3 separate regions of the Macaca mulatta genome follow, and all the other regions are linked to region 3. The links are chromatin contacts, called in public Hi-C maps. All regions are on one chromosome and are shown on one strand. The core of a region is the stretch at or near the end of the contact, and the rest is flanking DNA. Distances in the headings are between cores, read along the strand shown. Region 1 has its middle 67 kb from the start of SORL1. Region 2 has its middle 18 kb from the start of SORL1. Region 3 has its middle 27 kb from the start of SC5D.

Region 1 (3,276 bases), core at 580-3,079, 65 kb after region 3:
TTATTAGCAGTGTGAAAATGGACTAATACAATTAGCAATTGTTCCACCTACATGATGGATATAGGGGTGTTCATTATATCTGTCTTTCTATTTTCTTTGATTTTTACAACACTTTTTAGAGTTAAAAGGATAAGCATATAGTAATGTCTAATATATTCTGAATGGAACGATCTTCTTGGGCCAATTCTTCTCTTACCCTTCTTTTTACCTAGAGGTCTCATATTGAAAACGCATCTCTCACTCTCCCAGTGAAAACACAAATTCAACTCTGACAGCACTGATGACTGACAGAAATATTACAGCAGGTTTTGTATGGAGACAGAGAAAGCAATGATATCACACCAAAAACTCCCTAAAATCTATCTGTCCCTCCCTCCACCTCCTACTCCCTCCCCCTCCTACTCCCTCCCCAGCGCTTCAAAGCTCCCTTCCCTAGAGCAGATACTACATCCTTCTCTCTCCCCACGGAAGGATCTGTCTTCCCTCCAGGCTGCCTTTGTCTTTTCTCATTTCTCCCGCTCTTCCACATCTCCCAGAATCCTGTTCCCATTCATTTCCAACTCAATAAGACAAAAGCTTGTTAGTCTGCTTAGGCCTCTGCTTGGGACCCTTGGTTCACCTGGTCCCAGACTACATGGAGCTGTGGGGAACAGTGGCTCCCTATTATGTGGGGTTTAACCAAGGATTGATATTTACGGAAAGAGTGTTCACAGCAGTGTTCTTTTGTTCTCTCTGAAGTATTTATCTAACATTCCTTAATCCATGAAGACATTTTCATGTGAATCTTTTTTTTTTTTTTTTTTGAGGCAGAGTTTTGCTCTTGTCACCCAGACTGGAGTGCAGTGGCGCGATCTCGGCTCACTGCATCCTCTGCCTCCTGGGTTCAAGCGATTCTCCTGCCTCAGCCTCCAGAGTAGCTGGGATTACAGGTGCTCGCCATCACTCCCGGCTAATTTTTTTTTTTTTTTTTTTGTATTTTTAGTAGAGACGGGGTTTCACCATGTTGGGCAGGCTGGTCTCGAGCTCCCAACCTCAGGTGATCCACCTGCCTCATCCTCCCAAAGTGCTGGGATTACAGGCGTGAGCCACCGTGCCTGGCTCATATGAATCTTTTATCCATTTATTCCTCCACAGAAGTAGTGTGCTTTCAAAGCACAAAGGATTACTGCAAGTCGTTGTGGGCAGGTAGTTTAGTGTTGATTCAAGACACTAGAAAATACATGATATTAGCATGCCTCACATCATAGGAGAGGCTACCTTTTTATATGCAGATATCACTTACTTTCAGGGTGAGAGAACTGACCTATTGTCATTAATTTGCCATACATTTATTGACAACCAACTATATGCAGAACACTATTAGGACTTTGAGAAACTGCTTTTGACTTTTAAAAGGAGATTTATTTGCACAGCTACATCCCAAAATAGCAAAGTGTTATCGCCTGCTTCTCTAGAATCCCAGTTGGAGCTTGGAAATTAAACCTTCAGTGCATTTACATAGAAGTAGGAAAATTTCTCTTCCCTCTATGAAGGGGCAGGTTAGGTCTAGGAGAGGGTGGCCACCCTTGATGATCCACCTCCAGGGCCAACATCTCCATTTACAGTCTGGACGCAGGCCTACCTTAGCCTCAGCTCACTTTGATCAAGTGAAGAGAACTAGTTTCTCCCAGAGAAAGCAGAGCTCCTAAAATTGATTCTGAGCTTTAAGACCAGACAGTTCTCCCTGAATCTCCATACCTCCTGTCTCCCGCTACTACCCAATGGCCTAAGTCTGTACAAATTCCTTGAGAAAGCAGCGGCTCTTCCTTGGGCAGGGCCACCTCATACTAGCACCATGGCCCAGCCTTAGACCTAGTACCTGTCTTCACACCAGTTTTCTAGCCAGTTGAACCAATCCCAGTGTCTAATTTAACATCCTCCCTACCATCAATTGCTCCCCAAAAGGGCTTTTGTCTGTTATCATAAGGCCAAAGAAGGAGATTTAGGCTGGTTCTTTGGTCAGCACTGTCCCACCACATCCCTCATACATCAGTGTTTCAGAGTCTCATCCAGGGCTCCAGTCAGAAACCTGACTAACAAGAAGCTGGGAGGAGACACAGCCTCACATTTGAACCTTTTGAAGCCAGAGAGAATGCTAAGACTTTTCCATGCTTGAGCATCAGGCTGGTAGAGCTCAGAACATTTGGTGTCTTCCATATATAGAGTCTGTAAGGTCTGAGCTTCCTGGTTTCTAAATGCAGTCATGTTTATCTGCACTGTTACTTTGGTAGAGTTCCCAGTCCTGACGATGCTTCCGAGTCACCTAGCGAGCTTATTTTAGATTCCAGAGAGGCTGATTCCACGAGTCTGATAAGTTGGGGCCCTACAAAAGATCTGGGGTGATTTTGAGGCGGCAGGTGCACGAGCTGGCATTTGGAAACAATTGGTGTACACTGTGGTGCTGGATAAATGAAGAGCCCAGTGGCCTCCTAGGATCTTAGGTGGTGACTGTGTCATTTAGGCCAGTGTTCCCCACTTCTTTTTGGTGCCAGGGATCGGTTTTGTGGAAGACAATTTTTCCACGGATATGGGGTGGGGGAGGTGGGAGGGAATGGTTCTGGGATGAAACCGTTCCATCTTAGATCAGCAGGCATTAGAATCTCATAAGGAGTGCACAAAATCTCCCACACGCTCAGTTCACAATAGGGTTTGCGCTCCTATGAGAATCTGACAGGAGACGGAGCTCAGACTGTAATGCTTGCTGGCCCGCCGCGCACCTCCTGCTGTGTGGCCCGGTTCCTAACAGGCCATGGAAGGGTACTGGACAGTGGCTGGGGGTTGAGGACCTCTGATTTAGGCTATTCCGAGTTTTTCTAAGATTCCTAAGAATCCAGTTATCACGGCCACATCACAGTTTTTTCAGGAGGCCAGTTCTGCACATCTCCATTTCACCCTCTGGAACAGAAAGCACCACAGCAGCAAAGCAGAGCTAGCTGACATGGTGAAGCCCTAAGCATGAAAAGACACTTGACAAACTGCATTTCCCCTAAACAGTTCTCAACAGCCCTTTGAAAATGCAGCATAGCTTATTTTATATAATATAAAATCAGCCTCTAAATCATGGGCTCAAGGGATCCTTCAGCTTCAGCCTCCTGAATAGCTAGGACTACAGGTGCACACCATCATGCCCAGCTAACTTTTAAAAAAAGTTGTAGAGATGAGATCTCACTGTGTTGCTGGTCTTGAACTCCTGGCCTCAAGCAATCCTCCCGCCTTGGCCTCCCAATGTACTGGGAT
Region 2 (3,359 bases), core at 608-3,107, 110 kb after region 3:
CCAGCCTGGCCAACATAGTGAAACCCCATCTCTACTAAAACTACAAAAAATTAGCTGGCCTGGTGGTGAGCATCTGTAATCCCAGCTACTCAGGAGGCTGAGGCAGGAGGATTGCTTAAAACCAGGAGGCAGAGGTTGCAGTGAGCTAAAATTGCACCATTACACTCCAGCCTGGGTGACAGAGTGAGACTCCATCTCAAAAACAACAACAACAACAACAAAATATATGTGTGCATATATATATATATATATATATATATAAACCCATATAATCCTCATGACAACTCTGAGATAATTTAAAGTATATCATTATTTTAACTTACTAATAGCAGTGGTATCAAGAGAATGAGAAGACAAACCACATACTGGAAGCAAATTTTTGTAAATGACATATCTGATAAAGAACTGCCATATAAAAAATAAAAAGAACACTAAAAATGCAACAATAAGAAAATGAACAACCCAACTATAAAATGGACAAAAGCTCTGAACAGATACCTCACCAAAGAAGATATACAGTGCACAAATAAGAATGTAAAAAAATGCTCAATATCATGTCATTAGGGAATTGCAAATTAAAACTAATAGCAATAATAATAGCTAGCATTTTTCAAATGCCCATGGTACTCATACTTTATGAATCTCATTTAACGTTCACAATACCTGTAAGAAGTGGGCACTCAATTATCATGACTATTTTGCAGATGAGAAACCCAAGACTTGGAGAGGTGAAGTAACTTTCCAAAGGCCACAGTTAATGGATGTGAATCCCTATCTGTCTCATCTTAAAGCCTGTGCACTGAATTGCCATACTATAGCCTATTAATATTTAGTCACTCTTAATAATTTACTGCTTTTATACAGTTTTGGTTTTACAATCTTACACAATTGAGTGAAAAAGTAAGCTTATTTAACACCTATACATATTTAACCAGGTTATTACCCAGGCACTACCGTTCATCTGCAGGGAGCTTGTTCAAATTGGCAGCATAGTACATAGGACAAATTTAAGAGCTTTGGAAAGTTCTCTTTGTGGCTGGGTGTGGTGGCTCACACGTGTAATCCCAGCCCTTTGGGAGGCCGAGGCGGGCAGATCACTTGACATCAGGAGTTTGAGACCAGCCTGGCCAACATGATGAAATCCCATCTCTACTAATAATATAAAAATCAGCCGGGCATGGTGGTGCATGCCTGTAATCCCAGCTACTTGAGAGGCTAAGGCGGAGAATTGCTTGAACCCGGGAGGTGGAGGTTGCAGCGAGCTAAGATTGCACCACTGCGCTCCAGCCTGGATGACAGAGTGAGACTCCGACTCAAAAACAAAAACAAAAACAAACAAAACAAAACAAAACAAAACCTATTTGTAATAATCCAAACTAATAAAGTTATAGGATAAAATCACAGTCTTCGGGGGCAGTTATTCTGATCTTCGTTTCCATACTGTCAGTTTGACAGATGTTGACTGAATAGCAGAAGTGTTCTGAGATGGCATATGCAGTTGGATACTTTAACAAGAATTTTTAAAAGCTATGATTTATAAAGTGTGCAAAACTTACATGAGATAATGCGGTATTCTCGGCGAATAGTCTGCGAAACTCTTACCAACCTGAGCCTGAAGAGACCAGAGGAAGGGGCAGTTACTGACACCCAGAGAGGACAGCTGGATGGAAGAGAATGACCCCACAGGGGCAGGCCTTCAGTAAAGGGACATAGCTAGCCCATAACTACCTAGAAGGTAGGAAAGTAGGAGAATAACCCCTGACCTCCTTTCTTTGCAACACTATGATCTCCTCGCAGTGCCTCCAGTTGGCCAAAGCCAACTGGAAACCAAGTGCCAGTCTCCTGAAGCACAGGGCAGGGCAAGAAAGGATGAAGACTGGCTTAAAGGAAAATGGACAATATCTAGGACACTGATAATGGCCCAAATAAGGGCATGTGCTTTGATAAAATGGAATTTCTGAGCCTGGCAAATTAAAATCCAGCTGCTGGATCTGCGGAATCCTCACTAAGTGTGGTTACCTAAGTAGTTGGACAGCCTGACTATTATAATCCTCTCTCAATCTCTCTCTTCATCAGTTACATTTAAAGAGGCCTCTGACTCAAATGCACCAGCCCACAGCTTTGGTTCCCTTTGTGTTCTTCCTCACCCAGCTGGCACAACTGCTGAAGTGCGGAGTGCAGAAGAACCCTCTGAGCTGTTGTTGTAGCAAACAGCTTCCTCCTGTTAGGAAATTTCACAAACCCATCTGCTCAATAGACATCCTTCCTGAGGTAGGCTTGGGAAGCTTACAAACATAAGCAAAGGACAGAAAACCAGGTTCCCATTTCTGGGCTTGTGCAAAGTACATGTGATTGTTGCATAGACAAAAAGAAGGCATGCTAGAGGGCAGAAAGCTGTTCACATGTTGGCCCAGTTCATAGTTTCCTGTCTTTACCTTTCCTTCAAAAGTTCTTGGGGATGGTGTTAGGCACAAATGGCCTGTCCCTTTTTCCTATACTTGCGGATGATCGCACACGGCTCACCTTGACCATGATGCCCCACTGCAGTGCCTTGCTCAGCTCTGCTCTCTGATAACGCCCTGTGCACTGGCTCTTTCCCTTTGCTCTGTCCCTTTCCCTTTGCTCTGTCTACTTGTCCTGAGTCTCATTTCTCTTATCTGGTTGAAAGAAAGGCAAAGAGATAAAAAGAAAAAGCATGTCAATTTACTATTACATGTCAATTTTCAATTTACTTGGTTGCTAACAGAGTGATGTAGTTCTCACTGTGTGTTCTGCAGAACCCTACGGATTGGCAGAGTTAAGCAAGCAGGGCTTTGGAAACCCTGGGTCCCCCACAGCCTCAGTACCATACATCTGCTTTTGTCTGTTTCATACATTGAGGTTCTATGTCAGGTTTTAATTGTAATAAGTCTAGTTCTGCTGCTTGAAATTTTCAAATGATTGTAAACCACTGGCTAGATCTCCCAGGGTACTTCTCTTTTGTCAGGGGATTAGGGATATCACGATCACGAATCAACTGAGGAGCAATGAAGTGGTTAAGGGCACGGGCTCTGGAGCTCGACTGCCTGTGTTCATATCTGAGCTCTGCCCTCTACTAGCTTTAAGACAACAGCCTGAGGACCTCCCACACCCCAGCTCAGTGATCTGTGATGTCTTGGGCTACAATTCAGGATTGAGGAGAGGCTCTTGAGCAAGAGCCATATGCTGGGTTCTCACAACACTGCTTTTGAAATAAAGGTTGTCCAGTAAGACAGTCACATGCACACAAGAAGAAGAGGAGAGGGAGGAGAAGTGAGTTCCTCATAGGTGCTAAATATATTAGACATGGTTTTAGTTGATTTAGGCAAAATGACCACGGG
Region 3 (3,191 bases), core at 84-2,583:
TGTGGTGGCACATGCCTGTAATCAGCTACTTGGGAGGTGGAGGTTGCAGTGAGTCGAGATCACATCACTACACTCCAGCCTGGAGCACAGAGTGGGACTCCATCTCAAAAAAAAAAAAAGAAAAAAAAAAAAGGACAATGTTTGTGATCATCTATTAATCATAATATTCAAAGCAGGTTTCAGAGTATATGTACAAACTACTCAGCCGGTCTGAAGATAAAACAGCCAGGAGTTGTTTGAATCAGATGTTAGACACCTTTTCAATGAAACTCACACTGTATCCTACACCTGGAGATCAGCACAGCTGCCTGGGTGTTGCAGCCTTTTCCTCCACAATTTCATGGAAGAGCCCAACTGTTATGAATGAGCAGGCTGGTTTGGAAGCAGCGGGTGATTAGCAAATGGGAGAATACCCAAGGGTGACCCCCCTGAAGGGATGTGAAAATTCTCAAAACATGAATCCTCAGATAATGCTATTATCATTTAGGTAAATTCTTTCAACAAATAATTTTGATTACCTGATGTATAACAGGTGTTATGCTAGAAGGTAGGATAAAGCAGTAAATAGTTAAGAAGGAATATCAATAGTGGACATTTCGATAGGAAATCTGTGGAAGTGCTATGAGATAGTAAGTTTGCAGGAGGTAACATACCCTAGAGAAAATTCTCCCAAAAGGACGCAATGCTTAACCAGATGTCTGAAAGTGACAGGTAGGAAGGCCAGTAGAAGAGGGTTCTGGGTAGAAATAGTTGGTTGAAGGAAGGTTAAGAGTGGGAAGAGCATGGACCATTCAAGACACTGAAGGAGGTCCAGCATGGCTGGAATGTAGAATTCTAGAAGACTGGAAAGAGATAGAGGCTGGAGAGCAAGGTGCGGCCAGATCCTGGAAGGCTTTGTTGTTCCTGCAAAGAAAGTTGGTTTGATCATAAACGCAATGGGAAGACACTGAAAAGGATATTCTGTGAGGTGATGCAATCAGGTTTGTACATGAGAAATACTGCTGTGTGAATGGATGGGTGCCAGGGAGATACAGATTTGGGAGTTAGCAGGTATAGATGTGAACAAAAGCCATGAAGACATGGCCCAGAGAGAGTGTGTCGAGTGATAAAAGGGACAAAGATGGAATCCTAAGGAATATGGAAAAGTCAAGAAGAAGAGGAGCAAGTAATAAACTGAGAAGGAGCCAGAGATATGAGACTAACTAGGAGAAGGTTGCTTTGCAGGAACCAAGGGGAGAGACTGCTTCCAAAAGAAGGAAAGTCAGTGATGACAAATGTCACCAAGAAGCCAAGGAAACTAAGGACTGAGGAGCATCTAATGCATTTAACACAGGGAGGCGATGGGTAAGCTTGATAAAACCAGCTTCAGTAGAGTGGTGGCAGCAGAAGCCAGACTATGGCGAAGAAATACAATGACTGGTTGTAAAGGAATGGAGATGGTCTTCTGGAAGTACAGTTCCAAATGTGGGGACAGATAGAGCCAATAGTCGATAATAGGGCATTGGGTCAAGGTGGGAGGTGTTATATAAATACGAGAAATTTGGAGGATATTTAAGTACTGAAGGAAGTGGCAAGTTGAGTGGGAGGATGGAAGTCTCAGATGAAGGTTATCAAGAAGGCTGGAGAGGCTGTGATTCAGAGCACACAGAGAGCAGTGGCTTTGTTTGGAGGAGGGATGGGCTTCTACATTTCTGTGCATTTCTGGGTTCAGTGGCAATGGTTTGAGAGTGTTCCTGTCTGGCAGTTCTCATTCTCTCTGTGAGGATAAAAGGTACTAGGGACTACATTTTTCTCCATACCCATTGCAAAAGTTTAAAATTCCTCTCAAAGAGGAAGGTTTTTTTGTTTGTGTGTGTGTGGTTTTTTTTGTTTGTTTGTTTTTGTTTTTTTGTTTTTTAAGGCAGAGTTTCACTCTTGGTGCCCAGGCTGGAGTGCAATGGTGTGACCTCAGTTCACTGCAATCTCTGCCTCCCTGGTTCAAGTGATTCTCCTGCCTCAGCCTCCTGAGTAGCTGGGATTACAGGCACACGCCACCACAGCCAACTAATTTTTTGTGTTTTTAGTAGAGATGGGGCTTTTCTGTATTGGCCAGGCTGGTCTCGAACTCCTGACCTCAGGTAATCCGCCCGCCTCGGCCTCACAAAGTGCTAGGATTACAGGCATGAGCCACTGCACCCAGCCCAAAGAGGAAGTTTTTAAAAAGTATTCATGAAATCAGGAGAAGGATAGAGAATCCCTAAAATGTGTTTTTAAAAAAACAAACTTAGGCAAAAGTAATTGATGGTCAAGACACTTATGAAGGTAAACACCGTGCAAATTCTGTCTACAGCAATCGATGGTGGATGCACTAAAGACATGAATTCAAACAAAAACTGTGTATCTTACTCTAATAAACATTTATGATCAAGTCTAACAGTTAGGTAAATGAAAACAATTCACTCTCCGTATCCAGATTTAATGTGTTTCATCTGAGCAGTTGAATGAATACATAACCACTAATTGCAGTAGAATTATATGAAAATTAGGTAGTTTAATAAACTCTATGGATTTGAACAATAGTTAACACAATAACCTGAACTTAATTAGATGCTCATATTAAATGCCGGGAATAAGCAAGTGCTTTCTTTGATGTCCATTTTAAGTGCATCCTAAATATCACAGCATAATCCAGTAAGAATAGACACAAATAGAGTCAATGATGTTTGAAGAAATGCGACAGAATAAATAAATCATACTCATATTCATGCCACCCTGGGGGGTGGGGCGGGCACAGGAAAGCTTATCATTTCCTTGGCTCAACGTCATTATGCGGAATCCAATGTTTCGAACTACAAAGAGTTAATCCTCCTCACCGAAGCCATCTTTTTTGTAGTGTTTTTGGCAGAAGGGAGTCCTTGCCCTCTAGAAAAGGACCCATAGAGCATTAGGGCTCCTTGGCAGCAGGAACCAATGTTCTCTTTGTTATAACTCAACCTACGATTTTCTCTCTTTCCAGCAGAGAGAGAAAAATGCGGATGTGCGACCTAGGATTCTACAGAAAAATCTCCCGAGTAATCACTCCAACACTCCTTCCTATATGGGCTCCCTGCGTATCTTCTCTACAACATTTCCTTCTTATTAATTTTCCTCTCTAGCAAAGTTAGGCATTAACTTGAAACCTACAGGTGTGTAAGGAGCCCACAAGCTCCCCT

The links. Hi-C and Micro-C count contacts between places; a contact is called where the count stands out from the background.
Region 1: a Hi-C map of fetal cortical plate shows a contact between it and region 3, with 1.7 times the contacts expected there. The contact joins two enhancer-like sites. A contact is called at or near these places in 2 of 14 Hi-C or Micro-C datasets (cortical neurons and fetal cortical plate).
Region 2: a contact with region 3 is called in a Hi-C map of cortical neurons, with 2.8 times the contacts expected there. The contact joins two enhancer-like sites. A contact is called at or near these places in 2 of 14 Hi-C or Micro-C datasets (CD4 T cells and cortical neurons).

Annotation. Positions count from the first base shown.
Region 1 is chr14:122,058,767-122,062,042 of T2T-MMU8v2.0, forward strand. No RefSeq gene overlaps it. Among named protein-coding and RNA genes, the nearest start is that of SORL1, 67 kb to the right of the region's middle. Within about 2 kb of position 1,830, at least 7 of the 40 cell types and tissues checked have an H3K27ac peak or open chromatin away from gene starts, as enhancers often do. A contact at or near this core is called in cortical neurons and fetal cortical plate, where this site is marked.
Region 2 is chr14:122,107,609-122,110,967 of T2T-MMU8v2.0, forward strand. No RefSeq gene overlaps it. Among named protein-coding and RNA genes, the nearest start is that of SORL1, 18 kb to the right of the region's middle. Within about 2 kb of position 1,858, at least 9 of the 40 cell types and tissues checked have an H3K27ac peak or open chromatin away from gene starts, as enhancers often do. A contact at or near this core is called in cortical neurons, where this site is marked.
Region 3 is chr14:121,993,813-121,997,003 of T2T-MMU8v2.0, forward strand. No RefSeq gene overlaps it. Among named protein-coding and RNA genes, the nearest start is that of SC5D, 27 kb to the left of the region's middle. Within about 2 kb of position 1,334, at least 4 of the 40 cell types and tissues checked have an H3K27ac peak or open chromatin away from gene starts, as enhancers often do. A contact at or near this core is called in cortical neurons and fetal cortical plate, where this site is marked.